Linked DNA regions of Rattus norvegicus: region 2 is linked to region 1. The links are chromatin contacts, called in public Hi-C maps. All regions are on one chromosome and are shown on one strand. The core of a region is the stretch at or near the end of the contact, and the rest is flanking DNA. Distances in the headings are between cores, read along the strand shown. Region 1 has its middle 79 kb from the start of Akap6. Region 2 overlaps Akap6 (A-kinase anchoring protein 6).

Region 1 (6,233 bases), core at 1,445-3,944:
AAGTCCTTTAGGCTTGCTTACAGCCTTATATTACAAAGGTCTTTTCTCAACTGAGGCTCTTGCCTTCTTAGATGACTCTAGCTTGTGTTAAGTTTTATAAAACTAGCCAGCACAACAGCTTTCCTAAGTACATGCCCCGGCACAGCTCCCACCCTCTTTTGTCCTGTGTTTCAGTTATATAACCTCAGCCTTAGTAACCGATGAAAGTACATCTCTGGAATATGTGAAAGAAGAAATTATACTGAGAACTACTTGCTTAAATTTCTCTGCATGCTTTTATAAACGTGGCCTATTCATCCTTGTCTGTAGTAAAGCTCTGTGGAAATGCCAACTCAGTACTTGCAAAAATCCTTCTATTTTATCAGAAAGTAGGATGTAACCATGGCTGGAGTTCTGTCCTTGGGGCTGAGGTCAGGGCAGAAAGGAAACCATTCCATGGAAGACTGTCCCTGGAATGGCATCTGCATCAGAGTTCTTGAGTCACTTTGAGATTCTTCAAATTTGGGGCTTGGCATTTGTGAGAAGCAATCATATCATATCACAAAGGGTGGCGACAGCTCTAGAGGGGCAGTAGTCATGGGATATATTGTTTCATCTTGGATTAATACCATATTTATTTCTCTTGGGGCACATCTGAAGTGGAAACTTAAGGGTTCTTTGGAAGGTTGGTCGGATGCTGTTTTGCTGGGGCAAATGTGTGAAGGAACATTTAGCTGAAGTGGACACAGATGAAATACTAAGGCAAACTCGTGAAGGAGCGTTTGGCTGAAGCAGACACAGGAGAAAGGATGTTCTGCTAAAGCAAGCACGTGAAAGGACACGTGATGAATTCTTTACTAACAACACTTGTGTATTGGTTCACTTTACATTGTGTAGTTGAGCTGTGTTTGTTGGGACTCCATAGATAGAAATCCACCAAAAACCTTCTGGTGATATGCTGCAGTTTCTTGTCATTTCTACAGACTTGGGCTGATTGGCTGAGTAATGTCAACTGAGACAGACGAATGTGCGGAGGCAAGACCTGTGGAGGATAGGTGATGTTTGGAGGGTATAAATAGGAGCTGATGGACACTGGTGTGGGCTGAGCTTGGCTTGCTTATAGATCTAGCCTTGCAATGCTTGTTGGTCTAGCATCTTCACTGATCTTCTCTTCTTCACTGAGAGAGGCGCAGCCGAGCTCTTTTCCAGGCATTCCTCTCTGGTCCCTTCTGCTGACTCAAGCCAAGTCTGATGCGTGGCTGTCTCTTCTGGGTTGTGTCACTGCTGTTGCTAACTCGACTCTACTGAATTTGACTGCTGGTGTATCCATGACGTGTTTGTAAGTGGATAGAGCTGCTGCTGCCCGCTAACCTGTGAACTGAACTGCTGATGTCCATACAACACAGTTGGGAGTTGCACCAAAGAACCTTTCTAAGCAAGACCACTTCCCTCATAGCCTTTCTTTCCCACTCCCTCTGGTGGGGTGGTGGGCTAAAAGGGAGATTATAAAACATTTAAGAACCATCATTAAAAATAAGTTTTGAAGAAAATTAAAGTTATAAAGATTCATTCTCTGTGTGGAAATGTTAATTGTTCATACTTGGAGGTAAGTTGGTGGATATTTTTTCATTAATGAATTTTAAAATTTTTTGTACAACTCCTCCACAAACAAAAACAACACACCACCTGAGCTCCATACCTAAAACCATGGGGGAAGAAACTGGTCTCTACAAATTGTTATCAGACCTCCCCCCAACACTCTCTCTCTCTCTCTCTCTCTCTCTCTCTCTCTCTCCCTCTCTCTCTCTCTCTGTCTCTCTCTCATTTTTTTTTAAACCTTAAAAAAATCCACAATCTGGGGCTGGAGAGATGGCTCATCGGTTAAGAGCACTGACTGCTCTTCCAGAAGTCCCGAGTTCAATTCCCAGCAACCACATGATGGCTCACAACCATCTGTAATGGGATCCGATGCCCTCTTCTAGTGTGTCTGAAAACAGCTACAGTGTCATATAAATAAAATAAATAAATAAATAAAAATCCACAATTTATCAAAATGCTTCCTTTGTCATGACAACTTGCCTAGAAATTTGAAAAGACCTTCGATATAGGGTATACCATTTCCTCCCATATTTGCCCAGGATTGATGCACAGTTGACTGAAGCCAGGGACTGGCCATCTGTGAGCATTTTGCTGCAGCTAAACTGGGGGCTGACAGAGGTTGATGGTAGTTATTTGTATATAAAGAATTACTTCCCAAAGTCTTAGCTATCACATACCAAGAAAGATGATTGTGAAATGCAGGAACAAACTCAAGTATTTCCCAGCTGTTGTGGTACAGTTGGTATGCGTAATTCTGCCTGATAGTATTTACCTCTTGGTTGTCTAAGCAGAACTTTGTGGTGGCAAGTAAGGATTAGTGGGCACATCCAGCAGTTATCAAGGTAAGTGGTTGTGCCAGTGAGCCTTACACTCAAACACTCAGCTTGGTGATGTCCAGCTACCCTCTTAAGTTGTACTGTTTGAGAGGTTTGTCCAGGAATTATGTGCTGCACAGATCTTGTGAAGACAGAGGCCTAGCTAGAATGTTTCCCAGGACTCCGAAGCCTCCGTCACTTCTCATCTAAGCTCCTTGAGCATGGACATTGCAACAGCAACCCCTAGTGTGTTACAGGGTGAAAACAGGACTCTAGCTAATGAGGTGAGCTGGAGCAGGACGTGGCAAACAGGCATCTTGGTGTTCATTGAGCAACACAGGCAGATCTAAATGAGCAACATCGTGGTGTTTTCTAGGTCTCTACAGCTGGGGAAGGAGAAGACAGCAGGATGTTAGGTTTTAGATTACTTTAGAAGAGAATGCATATCCTAAGAAGAGGCAAAGAGTAGGAGGGAATCAGTAGGCCACTGGAGGAGAGAGCTGTTCTCATGAGCAATTTGCTATTCTCCCAAAGACCGAAAAACTTGGCTGTGCACAGGGGGAGTGGTTAGGGCTTTGCTCACGAAGGTCTTGCAGCTGATCATTCAGATTGGAGGCCTACTGTGGGGGCAAAAGTCTTTTCCCCCTAAGGTGGTTCAATTGAAATTCTAGAGATGTCAAACAATAACCTAAAGGCTGTCAAAGTGTACATGGATGATAGATATTTACTAATTCTAGAGTTTTGATTAAAAGGACTAGACCCAAGCAAGACAGGGAACTAAGAAGGAGGTGGTGGTGAAGGTGGCAATGGAGACACGAATCAGGGAGTATGGGTGTGAGTACAACAGACCCCACTTCACAGAGCTCACAGTTTGTTCGGTTGCCAAGGATCAGCTCGCCACAGCCCACAGCGTAGACCTTGGCGTTTGCATGTTTCAAGCATGAGTCACATACAGGCAGAGCGGGATTCCTCAAATGGAAAGTACCCACAGTTCAAGATGTTGTCTCCTGCTTGCCCTGTCTGTCTCTTCTGAAAAAGTGTAAAAAGTCCACCAGAGGGCTGTTTTCTAAAGAAGGCGTGATGAAGCCAGGTACTTTTGACTGGTGACAATGACAAACCTTGAGGTGACAGGATGGTGATGATGGGGTAAATCCTGACCCCAGGGGTGCTGAGCTGTGACTTTAAGGACTCTCTTTCTCAGGTCAGGTTTCATTCCCCATAGAAGCAGCTGCATTGATTCCTGCCAGGTTCTTTCCAGCAATAAAAAACATTCGGTCTCTCGAGGTGGATACCATTCGAGAAGGGACAGAGCCAGGACATCTTGGGGACACTGTTATTTGGGGAGGAGGATAAGACCAGACTGAAACTGAAAAGCAGAGAGGGGAACATGAAGAGGAAGTGTGACTCTAAAAAATCAAATTCAGGCTGCTTAATACTTAATGCTAGGACCTTCATTCCCGGGTTCATTTTCTCACTCGCAGCTGCTTAGATCTGAGAGTGGCGCTGTGTATATGATTGTTTTATGTTTCAGAGAAGCCCAGTTAGTTTTACTTTTCTAGTTCAAATTGTTTTTCACAACAACTCACAAAGCTCACAGTTGTAGCCGATTCCTAAGTTGCAGTGGCTTCTTTAAGAACTATGAGGTGTGGGATTTTTGATGTTGTTGTTGTATGGGGTGATTTTCTATTAGCTTTCTTGTTCAGGGCAGGGTACTGCAGACTGAAATGCTTAGTCCTAGAAAGCAAGCCATCTGACTTGTGTTATACCTGAAATATCCAGCTAGAATATGTTTTAGGAAATGGCTTTTCGCCTTGAAATATGAATTCCAGTACAGAGACACTGAATCACGGTTTTTCTTTCATGTAACTGACAACCGCACAACTTTTCTCCTTAAAAAGAGGCAATGCCAAATCCATGGACTGATTTGTTCTTGGAAAAGACTAAAATTACACCTTCACAAACACAGGCGACAGATGACCAGTCAAAGCTTTCACTGGGGCTAGTGCTGTTTTTAAATGCAGAAGCTACCTGCTGGGTTGTCTAAGGGGTAGAGGGTATTGACAGGGCCTTTGCAGTTTATCACCCAGGCTTTCCCTGTGTTGTGCTTATTTCTGCCATTGTTGCTTCTCTGTGAAAGCCAAAGTGTCATGTAGATAGGATTGTGGGGTGGAATGTGTTTTAGAATTTGCAGCATCCTTCCCAACACGTGAACCATTTACAAAAAATGTTTTTCACCTTGGTGGTTGAATTCAGAGACATGTGCCTGCTAATCACACCTTTAGCCCTGCTGGCTTTTAAAGAACTGATACCAAGGATCTTCTGAGAGACAAAATAAATAAAAAATGTTGGATGGTTTAGGAATTTCCAATGTGAGCGTTCTGCCACCTGCTGGAAAGGAATCGGTAAGCTCTGAAAGGCGAGAAGCAGAGAAGTTGGTAGAGTTGTGGTCGCCCCCAACTCCCACCCCCACCCCCATCCCGTCACTCTCAAGGTTGGACAGAGGAAAATAAAGCCCTAAAAGACTTTGTGTGTTTGGTTTTCTATCGAATCTCACAAGCTGAGAGCTGGTTATCCCACAGGGATTTCTCCTCTGACCTGTTGAACTCTCTCTTCCAGTTCAGGCGTGGGCTGCTTTGGGCGTCTTTAATCTTCTTAAGTCTAGGGACCCAGTATGTTGCCTGGTGTTCTCCTACTTACCTTGGTTTAAAGGGAACACAAAACAAAATATGTAAGCCAAGTTAGGCACCTTCATAAGCCCGAGGGACCAACTGACCTACTGAGAAAAGAAATAGCCTGTTTCTCTCTGTAAGGAGTCTCGCATGGCTTTTTATTAAACGATGCAGATCAGAGGTGTAAAGTACCATCCTCTAGACAAACTACTCTCGCCTTCCTGAGATAAGCCCTACCTGTTGGTAGCGGGCACCCATGGAGCCCGAGGACTGCTGTCATCATCTCCTAGAGAGGGCGTGGGAAGGGGATTGAACCCTCACTAGTGTGTATGGCCACCTCCCCCAGCCGTGTGCATACAGCTCTGCTCTAATTACATGTGGCCTCTGAGTCTGGGAAGGACTGAGGTGTATGAGCTGGGGAAGATTAGGGACAGGGGCTCCACCAGCAGCTGAAGAGGAAGCCACCATCCATGTTGGGTGAAGACTTTGTGTGTGGCTGCTTTGGGGCCACAATTGCTCCTGTCAGTGCACCCTTGACTCACGCTGTACTCGTAAGTCCAATCAATGTTCTCGTTGCCCAAGGTCAAATTTAGAGGACTTAAAACTTTGGTTTGTCATTGAGATTTGGGAGTGTTTGTAGGGTAGACATTTACATCTCTCTCCGAGAAGGAATTTGGGTGACAAGAGTTAAAAATGTTCATTTTCTTGGCCAAAGGAAATGTTAACAGCAATAAATCAACTCTCCCAACTCCTTACAAATGTTTTCCAATCTATGAAATCCCCAAATTTGGGCAAGCACAGTTTTAAAACCCTATGGCCTTGGCTTTTCTTTCATGTGACAACTTGTGAAAAAAAAAACCGGGGTCAACAATTCTCAGTTGTGACTTCTGCCTCTTCCCTGGAAAATTCTCCATGGACTTTTCTGTGCTGTGACCCACATAGAAACATAAAAATAAAAGCACGGTGGAGTGAGGGTGACGTCTCCTCACTAACTGGGTCGATGCTTCCTAGACGGATTTTGTCTGTAGTAAATGCTTGGCCCAATTTCATAGCCCGTTGGATCATTTTCTTTCTCTGGAGCTCTGGCTGGAGGATGACCTTCTTGGCTGATGTGTATATGGTCCTCCCATGGGGAAAACTTAGATTTTTGGCAACCAGGCCCTCAAGGCAA
Region 2 (6,233 bases), core at 952-3,451, 280 kb after region 1:
TGCTGTCTACCCATATGACCCCCATAGTATGAACCACAGTTGCATCTCCTTATTCAGAGCAAGAATAAGTCATAATATCATAACATAATATAATATGGTGACATATACAATGATTCACTGGATGCCACACACCCAGATTTTCCTCTGACTTAAACTGGCTTCTCTCACCGTCTTTGTGACCAGGTACCTGATGAAGTAGCTTAAGGGAGTGCATGCAGTTAGAAGGGACACAGTCCATCATGACAGGGAAGGCATGACCACAGACAGCTTCATGACAGGCTGACGTGGCTGGGACTCTCCACTTTGCAGCAGAACTGGAAACAGAGGCTAGACTGGAAACTGGATGGGTAAAACTATGTCAACCTCAGGGTCACCCCCAGAAACTCATTTCCTGCAACAAATCACCTCCTAAAAGTTCCATGACCACAATAGCAAATGGCTGGGGAGCACATGTCCAAGTGTGTGAGCATGTGGGGGCCATTTCACATACAAATGGTGAAAGTACCCCACTGGTCCTGTTAGGTAGAGCATGAGAACCACTCACTCTTCCTCCCACAGGGCCCCCCCCCTTGTCTCTACATTTGCTCTCTTTCCACCTTTTCTCTCATTACTACTTCTTTTCTCTTCTGGACCTTGTGTTCACTCTAGCTCCTGAGAAAGAAAAAGTGAAAGGCAGCCTGTTTTCTTCTGTGGACATGCATGTCTGACACATTACTTCTCACATGCCACTGGTCCGGGTCACCAGGGAGCTTCCAAAATGAACCGGTGTGTTATTACTACAGCTATGTCTTGCTGTAGCTGCTTGTTGGAACAGCTTGGTAGAAGGAGGGCACTATGAAGTTAGAAGAAAAGGGGCCAGAGAGGGAATCTGAATGTCAAACGTCTGTACAGCAAAGCTAGGAAATGAATCTGTTTAATGAATGCATAAATGAGTGAATGAATGATTGAATGTTTCGTTAAGTGTGAGCTTCTTCTAGACTAGGGTTGCAAACCAATGATCTAAGGGACCAGGTGGATGGTGTAAATGAGCCGTGTAGGATTGTATAAATGAGGGACAGTGGGCTGATTCAACTGGAGCCCACACAAGGCGTCTAAAGGACAACACCTCTCTGCTTCAGATGGCATTTGCATAGGAATGTGGCTTTGTGTGACAAGAGATTTAAAAGTAAGTAGGAAACCTACATTTTATGTGAAAGCTCCCAATTCTAAAATTTGGATCCAAGCGGTTTTAAAATAGACCCAACAAACATACTCATGGCAAAGATTTGGCTTCAAGTTACTAATCTGCAATCTTTTTTCTTAAATCTGCAATCTTTAATGGGAGACTAACTATGGTTTTTAAGCATATAGGATTGGCAGCTTCCAAACATTGAGTTGACTCTCGTCTGGGGTCATGCCTCTAAACCAGGGTGATTTTCAGCTGTGACTGCTCATTAGAACTGCTAGAGGTCATTCCAAACATCCCAGTCTCAAACTTTACCCCAGAGCAAGTCAGGATCTATTGTTTATCGCTTTATAAACTCTTCAAGTAGGTCTGGCAAGATGGCTCTGTTCATAAAGGTGCTTGCTGTGCAAGCCTAGAGACCCGAGTTTGATCCCCAGGACCCACTATAGGAAAATGGAGAGAATCAACTCCACAACTGCTCTGACTGCTATACTCGTGATATGGCAACACATATGCACACGATAATAAAAATTATTAAAGTTCTTCAAGCAGTTGCAATATTCAATTAAATTGGACAATAATCTTTTAGGGCTAATTTCGAAGGGTTTTGCAATAGGCTGCTTATGTTACTACAGAACTGTGGATCCATGAAGATGATTCATTATGTTTCTGCGTCTGTCTTACAATAAGAAAGAGGAGAAAAGGCTGGTTTCAAATTTCAAGTTGAAATTTGGGGGCTGGGAGAAGTAAAAATTTAATAAACGGTTCAGAGGGACCACATCAAGTTAGGTTACGCAGTAAATCTTAAATGCCAACGCTGTGGCCATAATCCGAGTTGAGAATTCTAAATCAACACAATGCTTTTAAAGATAAGCCCACAGAAGTCTCTTTAGGGATAATAACAAGTCTTCAGTGTAATGTATTGTAGCAACGCCAGGAGAGACAAGCAGCCTCGAATTAACCCTGCTGATAGATTTGTTGAGCATGTCAAGGTCATTGTTCAAGGTTGGTTGAGAAGAACCACAGATTAGAAGCAAATTCTTTCTTGGTTTCCCAGGAGGAATGTGGCAACAATGCCTTCTGTGGTTTCTGCAAAGCTTTCTATGGGCCTTGACAGAATATCAGTGAGGCTTTAGCACCACCGTGAGGCCATGCTCTGCACTGCAGCTGGTTCTCTTGAAAAAAAAAAAACAAAAAAACAAAAAAAACCAAACAAAAACAAAAACAAAAACAAAAAAACAAAACAAACAAACAAAAAACAAAAAACCAAAAAACGTTCTGTACTTTTTCTTAGAAAGGCCATGACTAGGCAACAAACCCAGATATCAATATGATTACAGCAGCAAAATGCAGTTAACATTCAGGTTTACATTTTGAAGACAGTTTTAATTTTGAGAGGAGAGCGAGAAGGAGACGAAGATAGGGATATAGGGGAAGTTGAGGAGAGAGGATAAAGAGAGAGAGGGAGAGAAGGTGGGGGGAGGGGAAGGGGGAGGGGAAGGGGGAGGGGGGAAGGTGGAGAGGGATAGGGGAGGCTCTTGCTTTTTCTAACTTGTGCACTCCAGGCTAGCTAGACCATGAGTGTTTTCCCAGTTCCCACCCACCAGCTTATAGGAGCAGTGGGGTTGCTGGCTTGATAGCATCTCCAGCTTTTGACACGGTTTCTGGGGACATTTCAGGCCGTCAGGTTTACACGGCAGCTTTTATCCGTCAAGCTATCTTGCTGGCCCACATTTAAAAATCCAATTAAAGCTATGCTTAGGACCCCAGTGAATTATTCTCTTCTCCTTTAAGCACAAAACAATAACCTTTTTTTTTATTACCATGTGGCATTTTTGGAAGGAGACAATTACAAATCTGAGCAAAATCCTCTCTTGCTTACCTATAGCATTTCGGGAAAGATAATAAGTAGTCATTCCTTTCATACTCTATCATATTTGATTAATAAAATGTATAGATAACGCAGTGTTGTTGGTGAAGGGAGATAGAAAAGCTACTACCCTGTCCAATGACTTCACAGTGGCAGTTGGCTTTAATTCATAACCCCACTTATTAATTATGGATAGCTAAGCCTCCTAACGTTTACGACTAAAGCTCTGTGGTTTTCTCTGATTCTATTGCTTGAGATAGGGTCTAACTCTGTAGCCCAGGCTGGTCTCGAACTTGCTTTGTAGTGAGAGTTTGTCTCAGACTTGTGGTCCTCCTCCTGGCTTGACCTCCCGAGTGCTGAGATTGCTGTGAGAACCACTGCGCTTAGGTGCCCTTTGTAGTTTTGAGATATGATGTATTTCATCACACTGTTGCATTGACTGTTTTGTGAAATCCCGAAGAGTACAGATACACGCATGCTAATCTTCATGTTATTATGAATTCCCCTGTGAATCTGGAGACTTGGCATCGATTATATTGAACAAAACTGCAGTGAGAACCTTTGGCTCTGTGGACAGCATTCTTTGGGGCTTTTTACTTCAACCCGGCTAACTCTGTGTTGCATGGGATTCTGGATGAGTTTCTCTTAGACAACCTTAACTGTGTGTGAAAGCGAGACTGCACACCCACAAGCTTGGAGTGTGAAACTCTCCCTGATGCAGCCTCAGTGCTATCAGGTGAAAGACACAGGTGTCCCGGAAGAGCGGGGCCTGACAGTTAGACAGTGAGTGACCCAGTAAGAATTAGACGTGCACCAGTATGAATTTATGTCAAATGAGGTCAGGTAAATGCACCATATCAGAAACATTCTTCTTGGCAGACTTGCCTTTGTGATGTCTGTCGGTACTGTTGGTCCTCTGTTCAGACAAGGTAGGGAAAATCCATCCCCAAAGTGTAGGTTCTATGTCACGGTCCTGAGTGACATCAGCCTGTGTCTGAGGCAGAGCGTCTTACTGTCCAAACCAGACCGTCGGGAGCTTGCTTTGTGAATAAAAACGTAATCGTGAAAGGGTGCTGCTGCTAAGTCAGGACCATGTGACTTAAGCTTTCTATTCTTCAGACTGAAGAGTGAAGACGCTGGCTTACTTTCCATGAAGCTAGTGGCTGGTCTGTTTCCCACTGACCTTCGGGAAGTAATTGTGCTTTCTCTTTCTTGAATGTTTTAGGAAAATCATATTGGCAAAGTATCACTTATAGGACATCCCCCCTCCCCCGATGTGTATATATTTAGGGATGGGGGGAGAGAGAGAGAGAGAGAGAGAGAGAGAGAGAGAGAGAGAGTTTGAGAAAAAGAGGAAGGGAGGGTGGGGCAGAGAGACAGAAACAAAGGCATATATTATAGTTAGCAATTTAGTACTTTACCTTTTCCTCCTTTCTGACCTCCAAACTAAATATGGCAGAGTTGATCCAACACTTTTTTTTGCTATGATTTCCTTAATTTCTGTACCATAGAGAAGATTTGTATTCATATTTGCAAAATTAATGTTTATTTTTAAATTTATATTTACAAAGTAAACCTGTAGTAAACCTATTTTTCTTGTTTGTTTTTCTCGTCCTACCGTCACTCTGTCTCAACGCTTATACTGTTTGGTGCACGCCATTGTGTTTAAGAGACCACCAACCAAGGGGTGCTTAATGAGATGGAGGATCCATAAAACATTGTCCTGTGCCCTGATCTGTTGCTGACACATTCCACTGGGATATAAAATGATAAAGACCTCCTAGAGTAGTCTTGCTTAAGATATAAAAAAGAAGAATACTCAGAAGCATGGTAGATAGGACTTTATAGTAAAGGAGATGCCACTGTGGGTGGGAAGATTTCTGAGCAATGCATTAGTGACTGAAAAGATTCCCTGGTGCTGCATGGTTGCAACATGACAGCTGATAAGGTGGGCTCTGGAGCCATAATGTCTTCTAAACCAAGCCCCATCTTTCCCTCTAGCATTAAACTTACCATGTATGCTATTTTGAATAAATAACTTGACTCTTTGGTACTTCAGTTGTGCCCCCTGCAAAATATACTACTAATCCAAGCATATGAGAGGAGGAGTCAAAAGGGTCATGAGTTCAAGACCAGCCTGTCCATACCACTATCTTAGAAAAGCACAGGCAAAAGAGGTGTGTGGCTAAAGGCTGTGACAGTTAAACGTGTTCAAGTTCCTGAAGAGCCCCGAGTACCGCTAGCACCATTTACCTCATTTTCTCTTCCACCCTTTAGTTGCCTAAGTCACTTTGAAGTCGACTTTCTGCAGGATTCCCTGCCACACTGTCCACATCTAGCCTTCCCACATCTTGATACCTATTGTGGCTTCCTGTACCTTTTCTTTGTAAGGCTCTGAGCCTCCCGCCACAATGGAGGCTGCTTATATTGTAGTAGAGTCGATTTTCTCCTAACTGGTCCAATAATTTTAGTTAATGCATTTCTCTGTCCTCTTAGGAAGTTCACGTGGACAAATTTATGCAATGACTATGTGTTCAGACCAATATAAACATCATTCTAGTCTATGAGATTGCCACGCAGCAGCCCTATAAATAATATGTACTTATTTATTTGTAAATATGAATATTTATAACATATCTACAGTTACATACTTATAAATAATTCCCTCAGTAAATTTAACCAGAAGGAAGGTGATTATACTATGTTATGTGTAGAAGGAAGAAAGGCCTCCAATACATTTAGAATTGTCCATCCAACTCCTGATGGGTCAAGATAGAAAGACTAAGAAAAGATGGTGGAAAAGTATCAATAAAATGGGGTGATTCTTGGGAGAGGAACATTTGAGGTGGATCTTGAAGGACAGATACCACGAATAAGTCACAAGACGTTGAGTATGTGGAAGACACCAGGGATCACCTTGTCAACCTATAAGCAAGAGGGTACAGGCCACAGTGAGGAATGAACGCCACTCTGTTTACAGCAAAAACCTGTCTCTCCAAGTCCAGGAATGCTTCCTAGCAGAGCATCACCTCCTGGTTATATTGCATCTTGAAAATGATCTCAAAGGGACAAGCCAACGCTCTGCTAAACCATGTGTGGTGCAGCATAGGTGCTTAAACATTTTTTTTAAAGATCTTGATGGACTTTAGAGAGCTTTCTCTTCTGTGGTTTATATACAGAAGTTTCATTGTCAACTCT

What was found. Hi-C and Micro-C count contacts between places; a contact is called where the count stands out from the background.
Region 2: a contact with region 1 is called in a Hi-C map of the A7r5 cell line, with 6 times the contacts expected there. The contact joins two enhancer-like sites. A contact is called at or near these places in 3 of 12 Hi-C or Micro-C datasets (the A7r5 cell line, the Rat2 cell line and frontal cortex).

The regions. Positions count from the first base shown.
Region 1 is chr6:75,837,252-75,843,484 of GRCr8, forward strand. No RefSeq gene overlaps it. Among named protein-coding and RNA genes, the nearest start is that of Akap6, 79 kb to the right of the region's middle. Within about 2 kb of position 2,695, at least 28 of the 93 cell types and tissues checked have an H3K27ac peak or open chromatin away from gene starts, as enhancers often do. A contact at or near this core is called in the A7r5 cell line, where this site is marked.
Region 2 is chr6:76,117,995-76,124,227 of GRCr8, forward strand. The region is part of intron 4 of Akap6 (A-kinase anchoring protein 6); the gene reads left to right. Among named protein-coding and RNA genes, the nearest start is that of Akap6, 200 kb to the left of the region's middle. Within about 2 kb of position 2,202, at least 9 of the 93 cell types and tissues checked have an H3K27ac peak or open chromatin away from gene starts, as enhancers often do. A contact at or near this core is called in the A7r5 cell line, where this site is marked.